Regions from separate parts of the Mus musculus genome. Here region 2 is linked to region 1. The links are chromatin contacts, called in public HiChIP or PLAC-seq maps. All regions are on one chromosome and are shown on one strand. The core of a region is the stretch at or near the end of the contact, and the rest is flanking DNA. Distances in the headings are between cores, read along the strand shown.

Region 1 (6,442 bases), core at 2,506-5,005:
CTGTAGGCTTCTTGTATGTTCATGGGCATCTCTTTCTTTAGGTTTGGGAAGTTTTCTTCTATAATTTTGTTGAAGATATTTGCTGGCCCTTCAAGTTGAGAATCTTCAGTCTCATCTACTCCTATTATCCGTAGGTTTGGTCTTCTCATTGTGTCCTGGATTTCCTGGATGTTTTGAGTTAGGATCTTTTTGCATTTTGCATTTTCTTTGATTCCTATGCTGATGTTCTCTATGGAATCTTCTGCACCTGAGATTCTCTCTTCCATCTCTTGTATTCTGTTGCTGATGCTTGCATCTATGGTTCCAGATTTCTTTCCTAGGGTTTCTATCTCCAGCGTTGCCTCACTTTTTGTTTTCTTTATTGTGTCTACTTCCCTTTTTAGGTCTGGTATGGTTTGTTCATTTCCATCACCTGTTTGGATGTGTTTTCCTGTTTTTCTTTAAGGACTTGTAACTCTTTAGCAGTGTTCTCCTGTATATCTTTAAGTGAGTTATTAAAGTCCTTCTTGATGTCCTCTACCATCATCATGAGATATGCTTTTAAATCCAGTTCTAGCTTTTTGGGTGTGTTGGGGTTCCCAGGCCTGGCTGAGGTGGGAGTGGTGGGTTCTGATGATGGTGAGTGTTCTTGGTTTCTCTTAGTAATATTCTTACGTTTGCCTTTCGCCATCTGGTAATCTCTAGAGTTAGTTGTTATAGCTGTCTCTCCTCTGGCAGGGAAAGTGCCCGGATATCTGGAGCCCAAAAAGGAGTCTGCCTCAGAAGCTCTGTGGCTTCTGCATGTCCCAGAAGCTGTTAGCTTCTGTAGTCCACACTCTCACCTGTGCATACTACTCTTGGCGGGATCCAGGAACCAGGATGGCTCCCCCAGGTGCTCTGGCAAAGCCTTGATTCTTTAATGTTGGTGTGTAGGAACACAATCAATTTCATATATTGATTCCTGAAGTCTTCAACATTGCAGAATTTGATGTTGACTTACTAACCCTATGAGGTTGTGTGTGTGTGTGTGTGTGTGTGTGTGTGTGTGCCTGCCTTATCATTTCTGTATATAATACTGTTACTTTGCATATAATTGTACCTCTTCTTTGCTAATTTACAGTCCTTTTGTTTACTCTTCTTGCTTGGTTGTCTTAGAACTTTCATACAATACGGAATAGAAAATAACTCCCGGGCCTGGTCGTGCACACCTTTAATCCCAGCACTTGGGAGGCAGAGGCAGGTGGATTTCTGAGTTTGCAGCCAGCCTGGTCTACAGAGTGAGTTCCAGGACAGCTAGAACTACACAGAGAAATCCTGTCTCAAAAAACAAGAAAAAAAAAAAAAACAAAAGAAAATAACTAAATGTTTTTAAAACTCATAATTGTGCATGACTTACTTGAAGAATTTAAAGGCTCATATGTGGGGAGAGCACGGGGTTAGGGGTGGGGATAAAGCGTTGGGAGAGAGAATAGAAATCAGTAGGGATCACCTCTGGCATGGGCCTGAGACCTGGGGTGGGAGAGGCTCCCAGGAGTTTATGGTGGTGACCCTAGCTGAGACTCCTAACAGCAGAGTGATATGGAGCCTGAAGTGGCCACCTCCTGTACCCAGACAAGACTTGTAGTAGAGGGAGGGGGACATCAACACTTCCACAAAACTTTAGACTCAAAATTTGTACTGCCTAAAAGATGTTTAGTGATAAAGCTAGAGCAGATATTGAGGGAATGACCAACCGATATCTGGCCCAACTTGAGACCCATCCCACGGAAGAGGAACATGGCACAATTAATGATCCCTGCTATGCTTGCAGACAGGAATCTAGCATAACTGTCTTCTGATAGGCTTCATCCAGTAGCTGAGAGAAACAGATACAGATATTCACAGTCAAACATTAGGCAGAGTCTTAGAGAGTCATAGGAAGAGGGGGAGGAAGACTTAATGGAGCTGGAGGGTCAAAGACAGCACAAGAAGACCTATAGAGTCAACTAACCTGGGCCCATGGAAACTCACAGGGACTGAATCACTAACCAAAGAGCATGCACGGGCTGGAACTAGGCCCCCTACACGTAGTAGCAGATGTGTAGCTTGGTCTTCATGTGGGTTCCCTAACAATTGAAGCAGGGACTGACTCTGACTTTGTTACCTGCCTTTGGATCCCTTTCCCCTACCTGGGCTGCTTTGTCTGGCTGGCATCAGTGGGAGAGAACGTGCCTAGTCCTCCTGTGACTTGATGTTCCAAAGAGAGATGCTACCCATGGGGGCCTCCCCTTTTCTGAGGAGGGGAGGATGTGAAGGTGGGACTGGGAGGTGAAGAAGGAGGAAGCCTGGAATCAGGATTGTAAAATGAATAAGCAAAATAACTAATTAAAAAAAAAGAATTTAAAGGCTATAATGTGATTATGTTTATAACATAACATAATATCATAATATTGCAATGTTGATTAAAATGAGATATTTCAGAAGAAATTTAATGTTTGTGTATCAGTTTTTTTACAATAAAAAGAACTCATAGCATGCATGTAGCATACCTGTTTGGCTTTTTGGTTGGTTGGTTGATTGTTGGTTTTTTGTGTTTTTAGGATTTTGTATGCATTGACTCAATATTTCTGCTAAAAGCCCATTATGTAAGTGCTGTCATCCCTTATTAAAAATGAGGAAACTGAGGGAGAGATTATTTGCCTCGTGTAACACAGTGTGAGTGACAGAGCTAGGGTTGAAAGCAAGACAGACTGGCCTACTCCTAGGCCTTAACCCTTCAGAGCACTGCCTCACAGACATAGGCAGCATAGTCCTGATGCTCGGGCGACAGAAGGGGAATCTCTGGAGCCAATCAGTCTGAGAGCTTGCCTGAGCAACAGCAGCAGTGTCTCCAAGTAGTCATGTCATCTATGGATAAAGTTGTCACTTTATAAAGTGACTCAGTGGTGAATTTGAGAAATCATTTCTTTAACTGACAACCAGAAAGACAACGATGGCCACAACTGCTTCCTGTTGGAATTTTCAGTGTAATGTGAATGAATTCAAGTCAATAATTTTTGCTATAAATATTAGAAACACTGACAGTTTTTGTAGAAGTTAAAGCTGTCAAGTCAGAAGACTCAAGAATCACTATATTCATCTACCAGAATTTTAAGAATCCAAAGACTTGAGGATTAAAAAACGGTATATAAAAAGTGACATATATTCCTAAGCCTCAATAATAATTCACTGGAAAACATAACATAGAAAATATTCTCATATATATTTAATTTAATTTAAAGACATGATGTTATGTGAAGTGACAGAAGGAAATAAAATAGGAGAGCCGTAGGATATGATTTATAGGATAATAGAGAAAATGGAATGTGGCCAAGTTAAAGACTGCTCAGAATGCTCTCCTTAGAAAGTGCATGAGAAAGGACATAGTAAAAATACTGTAATTAAATATACTGGTTCTGAAATGAATTTAATGAAATCCACTTAGTCTAAAGCACTCTGAAAATGGGGTGCAAAGACATAGAGTCCGTGGGGCATATGCCTGAGGTCTCTTTCATAAAAGTCCTGACATCATCCACGAGTGCTCTGCACTTGGAACCAGCAGAAGCCTCGCAGCTGGACCACTACCATTGGGGTGAGGAAGCCAACACAGGAATGGTGGTGGGAACATACCAGAGCAGGCAAAATAATTCTGTGCTTTCCTTGACATTTTCAACACATGTCTGTTGTATAGAGGAAATCTAAATATAGAAAATTACAGTTCAATGATCTGCCTCATAGAGACACCCCTCTACTGACAGGATGACGGCACAGCAATGTGCCTGACAAAGTTGTTAAGATCATAGGCTTCGATGGTTCCTACTCTAGTTCTGCCAGTTTCTTTCTTTATTCTTTTCATTTTTTGAGGTTATAATTACATCATTTCCCCTTCCTCCCTCCAAGACCTCCCATTTATTCCTCCTTGCTCTTTTTAAAATTCATAGTGTGCTTATTTGCCAAGGGCCGTTATATATACGCATGTGTGTTCCTAAAGACATAAATACAATCTGTTTAGTCCATATAATCTTATTTTGGTGCACTTGTTTTTGCCTCTAAACCAGCTTGTGGCTTGTCATACAAATCTAGAAAACTAGAAAATAAATGCCATTTGTCTTAAATGGTTTTTATGATAATTATATACTATAATATTTGTAAGGACTATATGAAACCACAGAGGTGCTTGTACACGCATGTTTATTGCCTCTCTCTTCACAATAGCAAGAAAAGAAAGTGAATAATGAAAATTAAGTATATATATGTATATATTAAATTTATATATATTGTATATAAATACATATCCCTTTTTTATAAAAGTATATGTAAATTTGCAGGAAATTATTAGATTGAAATATATTAATTATGTAACCCAAGATAAAACAGACATATACATTTGAATATGTTACCTCCTAACTTTTCTTTATGTGCATCTATGTTAGAATCAGCAAGTAAAGCCTAGAAGAGTAAGTAGGGGACTGTGGGGGAAAGGGGGATTCTTAAAGCAGGGCGTTAACTGGAAGAAAGAATACATGGAATAGGAAGGATTAAGCAAAGAGGGAAGCAGAGAGATGAAGAAGAGAAGGAATGAGTAGTGGAGCAACTAAAACTAATGAGCAGTGAAAATGGCATACAGTATTCTGGTGCATTGTAATCTAAATAATAATAATAATAATAATAATAATAAAGACTGAAGTGATATGTCCTTCTGGGTAAATAAAGCTGCTCCCAGAAGCCATGCTTCACTGAGTGGAAACCTCAGGGCTAGGACTGGGTTACACCCTACAAGCCATTGGCAGAGGAGTCATCTGAGCACACACAGACACACACACACACACACACACACACACACACACACACACACACAAATGATACAGTTGCATTGCTCCTGCGGTTGGTTGTTTTCCAGGACAGTTGGTCAGACCTTATTGCTGAGCTCGCCACATGCTCTGATTGTAAGACTCAGAGAAACCAAGCTGGGACTGGACTGGAGGCTTCATCCCAGCTGGCTAGCTCTCACTGTGCAGGCTTCTGAGGGAGAACTGTGCCCAGCTCTACCAGTCATTCAGGAAAGATGAGCCTCCTGCCGAAACCATGCCGAGTCTGTTCCAGGGCTAACAGGCCACTTCCCAGTTGTATTTGATGCCTATCCCACAGGAGGACATTCACAATTGGTACTCTAAACCTGGTCGGAAGCCAGTGGCTGAGAATGTCCTAGGCCCTGGGTGACAGAGCCCCTGCTGCTGTATTGCTAAATAGACATGCTGTGTCTGTCAAACGGCCTTCTAAATAACTATATTTATGGTCCTTAATTAGCATGGCTGTCAGCTTTGATCAGAGAAGCTTAAATGATGATCAGTGATGATTGTAGAGACTGATAATTGGTCAAAGCACAGGGAATAAATGACTGCTGAAGGCCCAGACATAAGCAACACGTCTACAAAACCCCTCCCAAGGCTCTGGAAACATCACAGAGGAAAGGGTGGAGACTCTACAAAAGCCAGAGGAAGGTGGTCGCCCACATACAGGACAGTGACTTGCAGGCACCGCATGGCTGTTGCACTCTTGAACTCCCAGCATCTGTAATTACCTGCATGAGATCTCCGTAAGATTGTGTCCATCACAGAGGACAATAAAAGACTGTGGAGTGCTCAGCTCTAATGGAACGTTCATATCACGGCTCTTCCCTCAAGGCTCGGAGGTCTATACGGAAGAGGGGGTGGAAAGACTGCAGAGCTGTAAGTGCCTGATAACATCAAGGAAACCGTGTTTTCCAAACAGAACAGGACAATGACACATGAACTCCCAGTTACCATGACAGCATGCGCAAGACCCGAACAAACTCCAGCCGGGGGGGGGGGGGGGGGGGGCGATTCCCATCCTAGAGATGGAGAGGTGGCAACAAAATCCTACCACTAACTGGAGAGCTGTTGGCATTTGATGGCTGTTGTAGACTGATGTGTCCCCTTGATGAGTTGACCACATCCAAAAGCAGATAGTGCTCCCAGGAATAGCTGAGCAACACAAACTGGATTCCAAGGCAGGGGAGAGAAAAGTAATCTCAAATTTGGGTGGGCACAAAGGGATGGGAGAATAGAAATCGGTAACAGAAGGAGTTGGGGAGATGGAGAGGGGAATATGTAAAAACAGATAAATAAAAAGATTGGGCCCATCAGCATTCTGTTATGGGAGGGGAGGTGCTAATGGGACCTCAACCATCCCTGAGGGAGGGGAGAGATTTTCTTCTATGAAGTATTTATTGATATGGCACACATGCTCCTGTAAACAAATTTCTACTCATGTTCCTGTGAGGCTAGAGAGATGACTCAGTGATTCAAAGGACCGGCTCTTCCAGAGGACCGAGGTTCAAGTCCCAGCACCCCGTCCACCCCCCACCCCCACCCCCAGGGCAGCTCGCAGCAATCTGTACCTCCAGTCTAGGGTGAGCTGACAC
Region 2 (6,442 bases), core at 1,143-3,642, 130 kb after region 1:
TCATTCTCTTTGTTTGCATAGAACACTACATTTGGTCTATTTATTTCCTTTTCTTTAAGATAATGCTTCTGATTCCTTTTGTTGTGGTTTTTATATGTATGATTATTGTGGGATACACATATGTCTGTACACCATGTATGTGTCTAGTGCCTAAAGGGGTCCTAGAACTCTAATGGCAGCCAGTTGCCAGCTGCCATGTAAGTTCTGGTATCAAACTTGGGTCCTCTGGAATAGCAGTCAGTGCTCCTAACCCCTGAGTCATCCCTCCAGCCCCTGTTCTTACGTGTTTCTATTTTGAAGATGTTCAGTGGACTGTGATACAATCTTGACTGAGTATGTTTTAAATATGCTGTTTATGCCTTGTCATCTCATCTGTTCCTCTCAATCAGTTACCACAGGTATCGGAGTTTATAAATCCAGTGAGTTTTTTTTTTTTTTAATAGATTTAAGAAGTCCTTAAGGTGGAAATGCTGGGACCATTGTGAAAGATTTTGTTTCACCCTCACCTTGTGCCCCTAAATCTAGGTTAATATTTTAGTCCATATAATTTACAGTAGCTCTTTTTATTTTGCATTTGTTTCTTCCTGAGTTCAGAAATCTAGCTTGTGTTCTTCACCATTGGATTCCTAGCAGGCAACACTGTGGCCACAGTGGACACTTGATAACTGTTGAATTGGGGGGAAACTGTGCTTCCTATGGTCTGCTGAACATTGAAGAGCATTTAGAAGCTATTAGATGATTAAAGATCTATGATTTACATGTTTTGAAAGCTATAAGAACTTTTATGTTCTCAGTAAACAGAAGACATTTTTGAAAACAGTTCAGTGATTTAAAGATGTTTGTTAGTTAATCATTTGGTATGTATTCAGACTTATGTTCATTTGTCAAATCTATGCCTAGAATTGAATCTCAATGCATAATTTTGGCTATGTTAAGAACTGAAACCAGGGCTTAATGAATGCGAGGCCAAGTGTTCATTCTACCACTGAGTTGTATTCTCGGTTCTCTTTCTGAGACAGGCTTTTAAAGCTTACTCACCCTGGTCTAGAACACGCTCTGTAGTTCCACCTTGGCCTTGATAGGACTTGTGTCACTAGACTGCATATTTTTCTGTAGCCTGTTTTATTTTTTCTTTTGATTGCTTGAGAATAAAATGGTAGACACTTTTATTTCCTCCCCTGAAACTAATGTTGTTTTCTCATTGGTAAGTTGACTTAGTAAATTCTTGTAGCTGAGTTTGTAATCGTGAATACTAAAATCAGTTTCATCAAAGAAATGGCTACTTGTGTTTGCTTCCTGCCTTCTGCACAGTCCAGTAGTACTGAGACCTGGGGTAAGATTTGTTCTGTACCATCAGTTTGCTTTAACACAGCTCTAATCACATACTGACGTGTCTGTTATTTCTCATAAATTGCATAGTAGGTTTTGTGAATATATGAAGCTATAGTAAAACAACATGTTTGAGATTTTCAGATAGTACTGAACATAATTTTATGTACATATTTACACACTAGGTCTTTAGTACCTACTTATTAAGGAGGTTAGTGTTTTAGTGTGATTCACTTCTTGTGTTTATTATGTACTTGTGGACCTTCCTCTAAGCAGTAAGGAAAACAAGGAGAATGTGCCCTCTAGTGCTAGTCTTCAGCTCTACAAAATGCATGCTTTGACTTGTACAGAGTGCAAAATTAGAAAATTTATTAGTGAGAGAATAATTCTGAAATTTGATTCATTTCATAGTTCTAAGAATTTTAAGTTTCTGAAGAAATGGTGTTTCCTTACTAATTCTGGAAATGAAAGTTACCTATCCTCTGAAAATTTAGCTTCAACTCCAGCTTTCTACATCCTTATCAATAAAGGGAAGAAAACTAAGTTGGATTTGAACATGTTTTAATCTTTGGATATTTGTTGCTTCCAGTGTTGAGGTATTCTTATTCAGATAGTACTGAGTGAATGTTTGAGCAGTGCCTAAATTACTTTTTTCATAGAAACTTGGGTTTTGCTTTGTAAAACGTTCTTATCAGTTTGTTTGTTTTTTAAATAGTCTGTATTTGCCGTCTCTGGTTCCTTCCACTAACACATCTATAGTGTCTTGTCTTTGACAGGCACTCCGGTGGTTTCTAGGGGATGTAAGCTGAACTTTCCCTTTTCTGAACAAGGCGTTTCTTTTGACTTCATCGTTCTGGTGGCTGTTTGGGACTTACTGTCCTGATCATTGTATCGTTTGGCTGTCTGGCCTTTAAAGGGCAGGGTTTTTATTCCATGCACCTCCTAAAGGGCTGGACAGAGAGAAGCTGAGGAACCTTAAGCTTTCAGCAGTGCAGAGCTCCCCTTGCCTTCATAGTTAGATGTAGCGATGGCCTCTCTAGATTCCCACGCTGGCTCATTTGTCAATCCTCGGTGGAAGACCACGGGTGCTTAGTGCTAACATAAGAACACTGCTTGGAGACCTTGTTGGCTAACTCACAGTTCCTCTTTTGAAATGTCTCACTGTACTTTAAAATAGAGTGAAACCGTGACTTGGACAATGACATTTCAGTTCCTCTTGAAACAGACTGTGTGTCACACGGGTATATGGACTGGTTCCTAGCATACCCCCAGACTGCTGTTTCTATCAGTAGGGCTTTGTTCTTTATAAGACTCATACAGAGTTTTTGTTTTCACATTGTCTTTTTACATGCCACTAACTGGTACTAATGATTAGGCATAAGCATTTTAATTATTGCTGGTAATTAAATTTTAATGCTAAATTGCTATAATTACGTTCATATGCAACTACTATTTTCCAGTTGCTTTGCTTTTTCCCTCATAATTTGCATGACTAAACTTATAGGAGTCTGTTTGAAGGAGGTTTGGAATCTCTAAGGTGCTCTTAATATACCACTTAAAACCTCCCCATCCCCTTAGAAATCATTCTTTTAGTGGTACTAAAAGAAATTTGGCAATTTTCCACTCTTAATATCATTTTATAATTTAAAGATGGAAATGGTTTTATTGAATTTAAATATAAAAAATGAAAATTTTAACGGGAGGATTTAATATCTTAGTATATAGTAAAAAGGAATTTAACAGTATTAGAGTTTATTTCAAATACTGTTGTTTTTGTAATTGTGATTTTTACCTCATTAAACTATGTGGTTGCTAAACACATTGGTTTTGACCTATTTTAGCAATACAATTTAGTGATTATCAAAGTTAAACAGGTTCAATACAAAATTTGTCTTTAGAGCTTTGACCTTTTTCTGTAGCCTCTTTATGTAACTCTGCTTTCAAACTTTCCAACTTCTCCCATGCACACGTGTAAGACAGTGAGTGCAGAAATCACAGGTACGTGAGTTTGTTGCACTGCCTGGCTCTGGAATTAAAAGGGTGGTGATGTCTCCATAGCCACTCACTGTTGGTAATTACACTCACTGGGTGTGCAGTCAGTAAAAACTTAAGCCATGTCTATTAAGATTTTGGAAATATATTTGATTCATTCTGTTTCTTACCTTGTATGGCTCAATAACTGACCAAATTTAGTAAAATATTTTAAGTCTGCAAGTCATGTGTCTCTTAATGTGCTGCATGTGTTAGCTCTTGGTTCTTCTAGCAACAATATTTTTATGAGAATGCCTTGGCAGTTTCTTATGTGTAGTTTTTAAATGCTCAGGGCAACACTTTGAACAATTTACACCCTGAATTTGAAATGCAGATATAATACAAGTTTGTGATAATGCTTTTAGCATTACTTCATGTTAAAACATTTTAACTTATGAATAGAATAAAAGGATAAACAGATTTTTAGCCTTAATTACTTTATATATTTATGCTGCTATTTTTTATATTGTATTGAGTTAAACATACACATGTTTTAAAATGTCAGAGCTTCATTTATTGTAGAATAGATATTTCCTGTGTGGTAGTGTTTTTTTTAAGTAGCCTTCATTAAATGGAGAAACTTTGAAAATAAATCTTTTTCACCAAAAAAAAAATTTATAAAAAAGTGTTAACTGTACCTTTGCGGTATCTGCCTCAGATAATTGTTACATACAAGGATGTTACCCAGTTAGTTTTACTTTAAACTCAGCTGTATGGTCTCTCCTGTAGGAAAATGAGATTCTGTCCCAAATGGCTTCTCTAATTGTAGAGAAGTTTATTGAGACATTTAGATTTTAGTTCAGGTTAATTTTAGTGTGTGATAGGTGTTCATTTACAAGTTCTTTATGTTTATTTTTAAAATATTTTGCTTTACTAACTGAATAAAACATGACAGATGTCTTTATTATAAGTTGAATATGCTGATTGTAGTTTAGTCTCTCCTCTGCTTATGGTTTTTTGATTACTTTTTTCTTCAATTATTTCAAGTTCCATTATTTTAATTGTTTGTTCATTTATTTTAATTAAGACTAAATCATTTGTTTTATTATTTTAAATTTTAAATTATTCCATTATTTTAAAGAATTACCTCAGTTTAGGTAATTTCCTATCTGTTATTTTTAGCTCATTTTTATTGCCAAACCTAAAAGTTTGCAAGCTAGATAGGTGTCCAGATATCTGAGCTCATATACTCAGAATTAATCATATTCCCCTTCAATCTGCACCGTGAAACTCTAATTTTCATCCCCATGAGTGGCTTTTCTTGCCCTGTAGTCTTGTCATTAACCTTTATAGTTTTTGTTTAGTTTAGTTTAGTTTTGTTTAGTTTTTTATTCAGGGTTTCAACATAAGCCTTTAATTCCAGCATTTAAGGTATGTGGGCCCCTGAGTTTAGTCAGGCCTGCTTGGTCCACATAGGAAGTTTCAGACCTACCAGGCTACAAAGTGAGACCTGCTTCCTTTTTCTTTTGTCTTTTTTAAAGTAAATTAAATTTTCTTAATTTAGTTGCACCCTTGTTATTTGCTGCTGCTGTCTAGAATGAAATGAATGAAAGCATGAAGAGAGGTAGAGATAGAGAGAGCCTCTCGTCTTTATGCTGTTCCTGGTGATCATCTGAGATGCTGATGGGATTGTGTGTGACATGCCTGCTTTAAAGCTCTGTATTTTCCTTGTGCTTCTCGGCACTGTTAAATTGAGCCATTGTCACTGAAGGAGTATAGTGTATCCTTTTATAAAGAGCTATTTCTTATTTGATTGATTTATTTGTAAAACCATAATTGTGTTTGTATTATAAACATTTGTTAAGTGGATTCATATTTGGTATTGGTGATAATCAGAATGGAAATTAACAAAGTTTGAAAAAGTGAAGATTTTTTAGGAATTTGAATATTATGTTAGAATATCTCCAGTAAGTCAACATGGGTCATTAGTTCTTTTCAAATAGCATTCTGTAAAGTACTTCCTAGCATGATAAAGTTTTCTATCACTTCTTTATTTTAATAGCTGTGTCCTATATTTTACATAGCTGTGGCCCTCAAATTTATAATTTTGCTACCTTTAACCAGTGCCCATAAAACAAAACAAAAACCTCTACAAGTTTAAATTAATAATAACTGCTACAAAATATTTATGGTCTCTTGTGTTCAGAATATATTCTGAAGTATTATATATAAAACAGAGAAGGGAGTCGTGGATATATATGAATTTTAACATGATTGGGAACTTTAGTGCTATGTAAATGTCAGCCTCATCCTTTGACTTGAAGTATTAAGATACAGTGCCCATATGACTGTGGACGATGGCTGTAGGTGTGTGTTGAAGTCAGAGGTTGAGGTCTGGTGCCGTCTGTCTGTCTTCTCTGTTGCTCCTTCCTTAAGACAAGATCTCGGTGAGCTGCCCATTGTTCTCAGTCCCCGGATCTTCCTGCCTCCACTTGCTGGCTAGTGTGGTCCAGGTGCATACCTGTGTGCTGGCTTCTCACAGGAGTAAGGACGCAAGCTCAGGCTCACATGCTGGTGCAGCCGGGCAGCCCTTCACCAGCTGAGCCACGTCCCCTGGAATAAATGGCGTTGAGTAAAATGGTAGGGCAGGAATTTGCTACTTTTAAATGGAGACCAGAAAAGGTCCTATTAAAAAGCAGACATTTGGGCTGGTGAGATGGCTCAGTGGGTAAGAGCACCCGACTGCTCTTCCAAAGGTCAGGAGTTCAAATCCCAGCAACCACATGGTGGCTCACAACCATCCGTAACGAGATCTGACTCCCTCTTCTGGAGTGTCTGAGGACAGCTACAGTGTACTTGCATATAATAAATAAATAAATCTTAAAAAAAAAAAAAAAAAAAGCAGACATTTGCTGGTACTTGGAGCTCAGTGCCTAACCCTAACCCTAGCATGTGTGAGGCTTGTAGTCGATTCCCATCCCCCACTAGAAAATCCTTGAAACTGATTTGTTGTCATTGCTTAGGCGCTGGAGAGATTGTTGAACAGTTAGGGATGCCTGCTGCTCTCACATGGAACTAGAGTTTTCCATCACCCTTATTAGGCAGCTCTCGACAGCTTATAACCCCAGCTCCGGGGCATCTG

The links. HiChIP or PLAC-seq counts read pairs in DNA pulled down with a chosen protein or histone mark.
Region 2: a contact with region 1 is called in a RAD21 HiChIP or PLAC-seq map of pro-B cells, with 2.6 times the contacts expected there. The contact joins two enhancer-like sites. A contact is called at or near these places in 1 of 39 promoter capture datasets (liver), 1 of 15 datasets of contacts at CTCF or cohesin (pro-B cells) and 2 of 484 Hi-C or Micro-C datasets (both in nephron progenitors).

The regions. Positions count from the first base shown.
Region 1 is chr10:108,057,001-108,063,442 of GRCm38.p6, forward strand. No RefSeq gene overlaps it. Among named protein-coding and RNA genes, the nearest start is that of Gm40754, 100 kb to the right of the region's middle. Within about 2 kb of position 3,756, at least 5 of the 459 cell types and tissues checked have an H3K27ac peak or open chromatin away from gene starts, as enhancers often do. A contact at or near this core is called in pro-B cells, where this site is marked.
Region 2 is chr10:108,189,204-108,195,645 of GRCm38.p6, forward strand. All of the region lies in intron 1 of Ppp1r12a (protein phosphatase 1, regulatory subunit 12A), which reads left to right. Among named protein-coding and RNA genes, the nearest start is that of Ppp1r12a, 30 kb to the left of the region's middle. Within about 2 kb of position 2,393, at least 120 of the 459 cell types and tissues checked have an H3K27ac peak or open chromatin away from gene starts, as enhancers often do. A contact at or near this core is called in pro-B cells, where this site is marked.